Regions from separate parts of the Mus musculus genome. Here all the other regions are linked to region 1. A link is a contact called in public promoter capture Hi-C data. All regions are on one chromosome and are shown on one strand. The core of a region is the stretch at or near the end of the contact, and the rest is flanking DNA. Distances in the headings are between cores, read along the strand shown.

Region 1 (3,637 bases), core at 326-2,825:
CCTTCCCTCTATTCTTTGAGATGGTCTCATTTATTCTGGACCCGTCTCTGGTCTTCCTGGTTTTTCTTTCCCACCCTGACCCCTTCTCTCTCTAGATTGTTTACATATGAAGGGCTGTTCTCTCTCAGAGTTGCTCTCTCCTCTGAGATACACAAATCTAAGTCAGACCATTGCCCCCCCCCATGTCCTCCCCAACCTTTTCTTTGAATCAAAACTTCACCAAGGGTGGGGGTTTGGTGTCCTGAGGAATCTCCTGGAATCTGAGTGGAGGGGAGAAAGGAAATGCATAAGAAGTGATTGGGTGGCCAGACAAGGCACTGCCTGAGCCACTTGGGGCTCACTGGCCCCAAGGGAAAGCTGCAGGAAAAGTACCCTCCACTCTTACCTCCCAGAACCTACCTAAGTTCTTGCCTACTTTGATCTTCCCTGAGGGAGAAAAGGGGAGCGAACAACAGGAAACTCCCCGTGCTCCCTCTCCTGCCCTCCTCAACCAGTCCCTCTCCCAACCACCAAGGATGGCACGCCAAGCCAAGAGTATTGAGAAAAGCAACGAAAAACCATCTGGTGCAACCAAGCCCGCCCCTCTTCAGATTCTGCCACTCACCTCTCTACCCTTCTCTGCCCCCCTGAAAATTTATTTGGTTGGTCTGGACTCACTTGTGGCCTTTGATTAAATTCCTAAGGGGACTGAAGAAGACATTTCTGCAGAGGGTTAGAGGCGCTGCAGCAAGCGAGGACCCCAGTCCTCAGCTCTGACAGTTGTGGGGCGAACACGTTGAGGGCTGAAGGGCAGCAGATGCTGTCACAAGTCTAGTTTCTAACCCCTCGCGTAGACTCCTGCGAGATGGGAGCTAACGGGGAATCAGAGGAAGCCGCTGCCCCACACAGGGCAGGGCAGAGGTGGGTGTCAACCCCGGACGAGAGTTGGGGGGAGAGCCTGTTTGAGATTATGGCTGATCCCTGGGACTAACTTTCCCTCTGGGGACAGAAAGCTGTACAAGAGGGGACTGTGGAACCCCGGGGGACTTTCCTACCCTGCATGAGGCAGAGGCAAGCTGCCTGCCAATCAATCCCTTCCTCAAGGAATGGCCTTGCCCAGGAATGCCCACCACACACACACTCTTCTTATTTTTCTAGTCAACCTCTGTTTACTCCCTGGCCTGCCTTCCTCCTGCCTCCCTTCCTTCCTTCCTTCTCAATCTTTACTTCTGATTTCTATTTCATGGAATTTGGGATTGAAGTTATACAACAGTGCCGCCAACATCAAGTCTTGCAGGAAAAAAAAAATAACAAAGAAATTTAACAAAAAAAAGTATATTAATAAAAAAGTTCCAAAAAGGGGGGGACTGTCATCTCCTTTGGGGTGCGATGGCTTCTGACTCAAGCTCTCTGAGTGCCACCTGGTGGGGTGGATGAAAAGTGAGGCCCCTGGGGGAGCCACAATCATGGAACAATTCTAGGCTCCTTTACCAAAGTGCCAGAGACAGGCCAGAGGTCAGAAATGTCAAGACGACTCAGCAGGGAGGCCCTAGAGGGGCGGGGTCCCGTGATAGAGGCGGGGAAGAGGGAAGGGCCCCGAACCGAGCACCAACCCCAGCTCTGTCCCATACCAGGAAGTGCTGGGTGGGGGGTAGAGGAGCAAAGTTGACACCGAAGCCAGGTGAGCTTGGGACTGGGAAACTAGTGCCTTCTGAAGTGGGAATGGGGGCAAGAAATCTCGCGAAGGGAATAGTACAGAGAACCAGAAGGAAAACTAGAGAGGAGAAACTGGTCCGGGAAGAAGAGCGAGAAATAGACTGGTCTGTAGCGCAGGCTCAGTAGAAACAGCCACAGGGTGGAGCAAGGACGCATGCGTAGTGGGGATGTCCTTGCGAGGCGGGAGGGTGGCCCCCGGGTACATGTGGGAGGTAAAAGTGGGCACAGTTTTAGGGCGGCGGTGGGACGCAATCCCTTCGAGATCTTGGCACAAGGCAATTCTATCCAACCGGCTAGAACGTGTTGAAATAAAGTCTTTTCAACTCCCGGGCTCTGTCCCCAGGATGGTGGTGCATTCGTTGAGACTTCAGGACCTAATCGAAGAGATTCGCGGGGCCAAGACGCAGGCCCAGGAACGGGAGGTGATCCAGAAGGAGTGCGCCCAAATTCGGGCCTCCTTCCGCGATGGGGATCCCCTGCAGAGGCATCGCCAGCTGGCCAAACTGCTCTACGTCCACATGTTGGGCTACCCCGCCCACTTTGGACAGGTACTGGCCTGGGATGGCTACAAATTTTGAGGAAGATGGCCAGTGCGCCCCTTTGTGTTTGTACCCAGGCTGTGGTTTTTGTTTTTTTGTTTTTGTTTTTGTTTTTTTCCTCCAGTTTTTTTGTTTCGAAACAGGTTCTCTATAGCCCGGACTGGGAACTCGAGAAAACCCTGCCTCCGTTTCAGTGTAGGGACTTTCAGGCATGCCCCGCCCTACCCAGCTAAATCCTTTAGTTTCTGAACCTTTTATCACCCTACTAGTGATTTCTTGCCAGCCCCGTTCAGCACCTCCCCATCCCCTTTCCAGACTCCACTCCTACACAGGTCCCTGAAACCTGCCTGCTGTCATCTGGATCCACACTTAAGCTTCTGGTTACAGAGAGAGTGATGAAATATGATCCCTCACAAGTTAATCTGGCCTAAAGGAGATTGTAGCCCGGAAGTTAGTGCCCTGTGGTTTCACACTGCCCTCCTGGTCTGCCTCCTTCCCTATAGATGGAGTGCCTGAAACTGATCGCCTCCCCCAGATTCACAGACAAGAGGGTGGGCTACCTTGGGGCCATGCTTCTATTGGATGAGAGGCACGATTCCCATCTGCTCATCACCAACAGCATCAAGAAGTGAGAGGGTTCTGGGGCACTTGAAATCAGGGCGCTGGGAGAGGGGGAACTGCAAAATTCCAGCGGGCTACCTGCTATCAGTACTGCAACAAACTGGTTTTCTCAGACTTGACTGACCATCCTTCCAACCTTACAGTGACCTGAGCCAAGGGAACCAGCCAGTTCAAGGCCTGGCCCTGTGTACTCTGAGTACCATGGGCTCTGCTGAGATGTGCCGGGACCTAGCCCCTGAGGTGGAAAAGCTGCTTCTGCAGCCCAGTCCCTATGTGCGGAAGAAGGTGAGATGTGGGCGGTTACCTCTCCAGAACTTGTTCCACCGTGTGGAAGAGGTGTGGACTCTAACTTGGTGGCCCTTTCTGAGGCCCTTGACTTCTGCAGGCTATTTTGACTGCAGTGCACATGATCCGGAAGGACCCTGAGCTCTCCGGCATCTTCCTCCCACCTTGTACCAAACTGCTTCGTGAGCGTCATCATGGTAAGGGCCCAGGGATGTCCGCTGTCCACTTCCGGTCTGGCTATTAATAGATGAAATGAAAAGCAAATCAAGAAACCCAGCTCGTCGGCTAAGGGCGGTGCACACATACAAACACACGTGTAGTAGTGTCCCATGGCCTGGCCCACCATTCACTGCCCCACCCTGACCCCAGGCATCCAGCTGGGCACAGTCACGCTGATCACGGAGCTCTGTGAAAGAAACCCTGCAGCCCTCAGGCACTTTCGCAAGGTGGGCTAGCGAAGGGGCGGGGCCGTGGGGCAGGCAGAGGTGGATGGTGGG
Region 2 (3,637 bases), core at 729-3,228, 500 kb after region 1:
GCAGCTCGGGTCCTCTCGTTTAAGCACCAAGCTCTTTACTGAGTGAGGTCCTTTCCCAGTCCCACTTCACAAACGTTAAATAATAATAATAATAATAATAATAATAATAATAATAATAATAATAATAAAAGCAATCAATAAACCAGGCACTGCTTACGGATTTTCATGTAACAAGGAGAAGTTATCACTCCCTCTGAGGTACCCAGAAAGCTGGAATCACAGAGGCAATAAGTGTGAGAAAGGAAGCTACAAGGACTGAGACCAGAGAGAGGAACAGGAAAGTAATGGAGGGAAACCGGGAGACTGTTACTGGATGCAGCAGGGAAAGATGGATAGAGACACTGACAGGCAGAGCTGGACCAGGAGGCTTTGGCGAGGAGGCATACGGAGACTGAGGACGGTGACTGGGAGTAGAAGCTAATGCCCAGTGAAGCCTGTTCCCCTGGAGACAGAGCCATCCTCCGGCCACACATAATGACACATGCCTCTGTGTGTTGTGCCCCTGTACTGTCACAGTCGCTTACCCTCTGTAAGAAGCCATGTCAACATTGCTGTGCAAAGCTGGAGACGTCTGCAGTCTCCTCTTCAACACAGCCAGGCCACAGCCAGAAGCATAGAAACTGCTTCCAGAACAAGAGGGAAAAAGAAACGGGAACACATCTTTTTCTTTTAATGTGGTTAAAGCATGCATCACCATTTTTAGAGTTCTTTTCATTTTCTTTTATAAACTCATAGGTCAGGGGTTCGAGTGAGGAGGAAAAGGCAGGAAGTCCTAGAAAGAAGACTTGAGAAGGGTCATGGGTTTCAGATATTAAAACATAAATAAATAGGTGAGAGAGAGAGAGACGGAGAGGGAGAGGGAGAGGGGGGGGGGAGAAAGAGAACTTAGTGTCCAGCAGAGACACTGGTGAAGGCTGCCAAACCCCTGTGGACTTGAGTTTGATCCTTCAGACCCTCTAGGTGGAGAGAATTCCTGCAAGTTGTCCCCTATTCTTTTTTTTTTTTTTTTTTTTTTTTTTCTTTTTTCTGAGACAGGGTTTCTCTGTATAGCCCTGGCTGTCCTGGAACTCACTTTATAGACCAGGCTGGCCTCGAACTCAGAAATCCGCCTGTCTCTGCCTCCCGAGTGCTGGGATTAAAGGCATGCGCCACCACACCTGGCACAAGTTGTCCCCTAATTGCCACACTTTGCATTGCGGCACGCGAGTGCCCCCACCAAAAGAAAAAATACACACACACACACACACACACACACACACACACACACACACGTATGTATGTATGTATGTTAGTGTGTGTGTGTGTGTGTGTTCGCGCAAACGTTTTATAATAAAAAGGTGCAGTGAGACCGGTTTATGGACTGCTTAAAATCGAGGTTTAAGCAATGGTCTACATGCAGGGTGTGTGAGGGAGACATTTTGGTTTCTTCAGAATGTGGTTTTAGCCTAGTAGGGGAGCCTGGCTCAGGCTGTGCAAAAACAAGCCCCAAGTGTAAGGCTACTTAGCCTCTCACTTGAACAACGTTACACTCATAGATGTTCATGTAAAGGTGGGCTGCTAGACAACTTGTGTGACCCAGAGACACTGGCCTGGGAAACCAAGGGTTGGAGGGCCTCGCCCCCCAAACCTGACGCTCAATCAGCCTAAGAGGTCCCAAGTTCGCTAGTTCTCCCAGCTTAGCAATGTCAGAGGGCGCTCACTCACAGGGTGGTTCTTCTGAGCCTGGCTTGGGGGGCGGGGAGGGAGAACGAGACGGGAAAGATGAGCGGACAGCGAGGAGAAAGGGAAGGGCAGTGGGCGCATCGGCCAGGTCCGGGAGCTCGCGGCCCTCGGGGGCCCCCCGGACGGGCGCCTCGGGTGCGGCGCGTGTGCTTGCGGGCGGGGCGGGCGGCGGCCAATCCGGGCGGGCGGCCGGGAAGGGGCGGGGCTTGTGAGCTCCGGCTCCGCGAGTCCTCCTTTTTTGCACACACACGAATACAAAGAGCCATACGACCTTCGAGTATCCTTTTTCCATTTTTTTTCCTCCTTCATCTTGTGTGCGTTTTCCAAATTTTTAAAAATAGAGATCTGTGGCAGTGCTGGGGTGAGGAAACTGTTGCTAAGGGGAATTTGCTCTTTTCCCCATTTCTTTTCCTGTCTCTCTTTCTCTTTCTTTTTCCTGGTCGAGGTTTAAAAATATACCAAGTTGAGAAGCCGTGTGCAACTGTTCCCAGACCAATTTACAGATTTTTTTTTTCTTTTTGGATCACATTTTAAGAATTGGTAAATTTTGTGGTTGAAGGATTTAAATTTTAGTCGCTTGGGGAAGTATAGATTTGTTTTTAATCGGGTTAAAGCGATAATGTGAATTTCTACCACAGGCAACAGAGAGATTTGAGGTGCCCTCACAAAGCCTTTGGCATGTATTTTAGACACACTCACTCAGAACCAAAACCAAGTGCTGTAGCAGCAATGTAGCAGCGAGTGTGACAGGCCAATAGATTAAATATACTGGGTTATTTTAATTGGGACACTCATTTCCCAGGAGAGAAGGGAAAGCTCTCTCACAGTGTTTTGCACACACAATTTCATGAGGACATTTGTGTGTATGTACACTTAAAACATACCATTTCGTATGGATTCATCTTGTGGTTTATTCTTTGTATTTATGTAAAGTATGTGTATATGTGCTGTTATCGGATTTTATTTTTAAAGTGTTTTCATTTGATTTTATGTGTGTAAAATAGACCTTAGGATGTTTTTTCCCCTCTGTGTTCCCAAATGTGATCAAAACAGGATTTCAAATGCAAAGTAAAGCGTAGAGGAAATCCTGCACTTAGCATACTTAAGAACTTTCATCCTATTGGAATTTACCTTCTTTTCTGCTTCTTTTTATATCAGATTAGTGAATAATTAAATAATTGCCCCAAAGCCTGCAGTCAGTGTGTTTGGCAAACGAAGTGGGGGGGACGGGGACTGAGTGTGTAGTCCAGAGCCTTTTAGTGACTTTTTAAATGCTTTTGGTTTTTTATTGGTTTTCCTTCCTAAACATGCAACTGTGTATATTTTAGCCTTTATGAGTAGTTTTGGGGGGAGGTACCAGAAGGGAATCTCCTGGCATTTTGACAAAGTGACCTTTTATTGGTTGGGATTTGTTTGGAAAACTCCACATCTGGGAAAGTGTGTGAGACAATATTCTAGTCCAGTTACTGAACGGGGGTGGGGGTGGGGTCCTGGGAGGGGTACTTGGGGTAGGGGCAAGAGGAGGCAAACGCAAAACCCAGGAGGGATAAGAAATACAATGTGATTGTTATTTTGCTTTCTGTGAATGCAAAGCTTCCCCCATATCGTCACATTTTTGGAAAAGTGTGTGTGCATTGAAGGACTGTTGCCTGGGGCAGAGGCCCCCCTTCCCTTGGGAGTTCTATGCTGAGACAGGCTTATTAAGAGTTAGACAGGATTTGCCCAAATCCAGTCTGTGTTTAAAGACTTGAGTGAAAACATTATAGTGTATGTGGATGGCAATCAGGGTCGGTTACAATGTTGTAACCGGGAGATTAAAGTGCAAGTTTTCACTACAACCAAACCCCCGTGCTTCTTAGTTCAGTGTTGTGTAGAGACAGCATTTAAAGACACCTAAACAATACCTGCAGTATAA
Region 3 (3,637 bases), core at 776-3,275, 320 kb after region 1:
GATTTTTGAGGCACGCAGCATTTATGCCATGATAACGTCACCAGCCTAGAGACATAGTAAGAATGAAAGGCCCCTGTGAAGAGGGAGATCCATTTTCTAGATTTCATATCTCACCATCAATAAGCAGCTGCAAACCACTCATAAATCCCAAATACTAAAGAAACAAAAATATCAGTTTTTAACAAGCCTCCCTTTCCCGTTCGGTGCCACACTGAACCCACCCACCCCCAAATCTGTTTGGTTCGAGATTTATAGAACTTGTAATTGTCTTTATTTTCCAACTTCTCAGATCTGGAGGCTTGCACATTACTCTGTGTTTGCACACCTTTCTGGAGAGATTCCCAAATCCATCACACACTAAGCCTGCGCCATCTAAATGGAAACGACAAAGTATCACTGAAAGAACTCACATTTGAGAAGCAGAAAGGTTTTATCCCTTGATGTTGCGATCTGGGCAGAAGTCTTCAAATTGGATTTGCTTAATAATGAAACCATCAAATGTCCCCGTGTGCTTCCTAAGCTTGTTTAAAAAAAGACCAGAGACAATTCACTTTCCTCCATGTCCCCTCACTTCCTCCCTGGGAGTCTTGTGCTATCTAGCCCAACCTTGTCTGTTTTCTCTGTTGAAAATGATTTACACGATCCCCCACTCTCTTCTCTTTTTGCTGAGGCTTTCAATCTGCTGTATCTTAGAGCAGCAAAAGGAGAAGGAGTTGAGATCTCAACCTTTGAAACCTCTTGATACTTGCTGAGTAGGGTGAGCAAGGGGCAGGCGGGAAGGGAGACCGTTCATTGTCTGGACTTTACCCTATCCGGAAGAGCCGTTCTAGATAGCTTAGCCAACCCCATTCCTAAAGGGCTTAACTTTTTTATTTTCTTGAAAAGTCCAAGTTTTTTAGTGTTTTTCTTAAAAAAATGAGTGAAGCCAAATTTGCGTAATTAGTGGTCAGATTGGGGAATTTAGTTTGTCTTATTGAGACAGAATTTCACTTTGGACCTCTGGCTAGCCTTAAACTCAAGGAGATCTGCCTGCCTCTGCATCCCAAGTGCTCGGATTAAAGATGTGTGTGCCACCAGGCCCTTTGGAATTTTATTTTTTAGACTCATTTTAAAATCAAATCATTTTGTATAGACTATGTAAAAAAAAACTTTAGTTTTTCAGCATGGTCTATAATATTGTTTCATGGTTGTTTTGTTGTTGTTGTTTTCTTCAAAGCACTTTACAGTTAGAAATAGACACAGTTCTTGAGGTGGAGCAACTGTTTTGAATTACATTCTTCAAGGAAATGGGGGTGCAATGTTAATATTCTTAACCATTACCATTCTTAGCATCAACACGTCTGTTTCATGATCGGTGAGGGGCTCACGACCTCCTGTCTGAAGTTCAAATAATTTGTGATAAAATATTAGGGGTCATGGGGCAGGCCAGAATCCTCCTTATCCTGCTTCGGAAAAACGTTGCAACTACCCCATATTCTTCATAATTTTATTTAGCTTTCATGACAGTCCCTAAAAGAAACTCTTCAGCTTAAAGTTCTTCCACATTGCCCCCCCCCACACACACCAAAACCACCCCCTATTTCATGAAACAGCTTGATGGCAATATCTCTGCAGCTTTCTCGACCTTGTCCTCAAATGATCCACACCTAAACATCTTAGTACACTGGCCAGTGTGTTTCTGAAGGCATTAGAAGCCCGCAGAACCGTGTGCCCTTATAGAGTTCACAAATGCTGTGCGACCTGAGATGAAGCCTTGGCTAGTGACTTCCCCCTGCGGCCCACCCTTCCCTTGCTCCCACTATGAAAAGAAAAGAAAATGTTTTAAGCCCCTTCCTCCGTGATCTTTGGGGGTAGGGGGTACTAATAATTAAATAGAAGAAGAGGGAGGAGATGCGGCTTAAGGATGGAGGAGGTGGGGGGCGGAGCCTCGGTCCGCAAATAAACGCCGCAGCCGAAAGGGAAGCACATTCGCGAGCGCAGCAGCCACCCTGCCCTCACAGATGGAGCGATCTGCGGAGTGAGCACGGAGCTCGGAGCCGACAAGGGCGAGAAGGAAGGGGCGACCGCAGCAGGTGGAAACCTGATCCAGAGCCGGCGAGCAAGAAAGTACCTGAGCACGGCTCCTCCTCCGCTCCCTCAGCTAAGAAGAACTACTTTTACCCTCATCGTAGAAGAGACTTAAGGGAAGGTGGAGGCGATCTGTTTCATTAGGAGGGCTGCAGGGAAATCCTGACCAGAGCAAGCCGCCGCCCGGTACACCGAGCAGAGCGATCCTGGGCTTCTGAAGATAAACGCTTTCCGGAGAATTCCAGCTGGAGTCGCTGGTACAGTTCTATTTTTGTATTTATATATATATATATTCTTTGCCTTCCATTTAAAAACACGGCCCTTGTTTGTTAGGCAGTGACACGTGTGACTCTCATTTGCTGTCACTTTTAGAGGGTAGGAGCGCACTCTGTTTTCGGAAAAGGGCGTTCTAATTGGAAACTCTGTTTTTCCACATATCTATACGTTTACACGCACGAGCGTTTAGAAAAAGACTGCTCTTTTTCGCTTTGGGTGGTCGGAACCCTACGGAGAAAGATGGAAAAGGGAGCCCGCCAGCGAAACAACACCGCGAAGAACCACCCGGGTTCTGACACCAGCCCTGAGGCCGAGGCTAGCTCGGGAGGGGGCGGAGTAGCCCTGAAGAAAGAGATCGGATTGGTCAGCGCCTGTGGTATCATTGTAGGTGAGTCCAGGTCCTTTGCGGCCCCCGGCGCCATCCCACCCTCTCTCCGGGGGTCCTTCGAGGGACTTTAACCCCGCCAAAGCCTCAAAGGCAGCTTTGCTTTGTCTGTGACTTGTGTTGTCCAACTGCACCGGTCAAGTCGGAGCTATGGAAGTGATGTCTGTCATACATCGCTTCAGCCAAGCCAGGCTGAGCTGTTCTCTCCTTAGAATAGAACAAACAAGAGTCAGGAACCATACAGGCTCTGCGTCCCAAGTATTGCCTGGGAATTTATTAGAAGTGTAACAAATTCTTTCCGGCTTGTCACTAGGCAGTTCTGATCCAGGAGAGCCTAATTCGGGCTGACACATGGATTTTTAACTAGCTTCTGTGCAGCCACCCTCTGCAGGCTGTGAATCTGTGTTTGAAGCATATTTAGTATTATGTTGTCTTATGTTATGAAGCACTGTGGTGTGTAATGCCTCGAATAGTAAAAAAACAGTAATAAAAATGCTTTATAATCATGGTTCTTCATAGGCTGGCCCATCCTATGAAGCACTTGTGAAACAGATGTGACAGCCGAGCTGTCTCAGATGAGGAAAATATGGAAGGGAGAACCAGCTGACTTGACTGTGTTCTTGAAATGGAGTTTTCCAGGTTTTTTTGTTTTTGTTTTTTTGTTTTTTGTTTTTTTCTGGTTACCTAGTTGGGGGCGCCTGTCTGTTAACACCCACAGAAGACCCTGTGAGGTTCTTAGCGGGAACTGGGAGGTGGTAGATTGTGGGGTACAGGAGGAATTCATGGGTGAAATGTGTGCTCTGGCTTGGAAGCTCTTTAGGAGAGGAGCTGGGTGATCCAGAGAGAACCAGTATAGGTCTCGCTTCCCAAGAGCACATGTGCAAGGCTCGGGCTTCCAGAGACAACTCC

Evidence for each region. Promoter capture Hi-C pulls out the DNA fragments that hold promoters and counts their contacts.
Region 2: a promoter capture Hi-C map of hippocampal neurons shows a contact between it and region 1, with 4 times the contacts expected there. The contact joins the promoter of 4931414P19Rik here to the promoter of Ap1g2 in region 1. A contact is called at or near these places in 5 of 39 promoter capture datasets (the C10 cell line, cranial neural crest, hippocampal neurons and 2 more).
Region 3: a contact with region 1 is called in a promoter capture Hi-C map of stem cell-derived epiblast-like cells, with 2.4 times the contacts expected there. The contact joins the promoter of Slc7a8 here to the promoter of Ap1g2 in region 1. A contact is called at or near these places in 9 of 39 promoter capture datasets (3T3-L1-derived adipocytes, the SN4741 cell line, cranial neural crest and 5 more), 5 of 484 Hi-C or Micro-C datasets (cortical neurons, embryonic stem cells and ventral hippocampal neurons), 3 of 115 datasets of contacts at active chromatin or transcription factors (bone marrow-derived macrophages, large pre-B cells and memory CD8 T cells) and 1 of 9 other capture datasets (adipose tissue).

What each region holds. Positions count from the first base shown.
Region 1 is chr14:55,104,531-55,108,167 of GRCm38.p6, reverse strand. Ap1g2 (adaptor protein complex AP-1, gamma 2 subunit) reads left to right here and starts at 1,575. Exons shown (of 22, transcript NM_007455.5): 1 at 1,575-1,660; 2 at 2,039-2,243; 3 at 2,738-2,862; 4 at 2,999-3,140; 5 at 3,241-3,337; 6 at 3,510-3,586. The coding sequence starts at 2,040. It overlaps Jph4 (junctophilin 4), which reads left to right. Exons shown (of 6, transcript NM_177049.5): 6 at 1-1,342.
Region 2 is chr14:54,604,249-54,607,885 of GRCm38.p6, reverse strand. 4931414P19Rik (RIKEN cDNA 4931414P19 gene) reads left to right here and starts at 1,978. Exons shown (of 7, transcript NM_028890.2): 1 at 1,978-2,083.
Region 3 is chr14:54,780,274-54,783,910 of GRCm38.p6, reverse strand. Slc7a8 (solute carrier family 7 (cationic amino acid transporter, y+ system), member 8) reads left to right here and starts at 2,025. Exons shown (of 11, transcript NM_016972.2): 1 at 2,025-2,731. The coding sequence starts at 2,584. It also overlaps a transcript of Rnf212b not described here.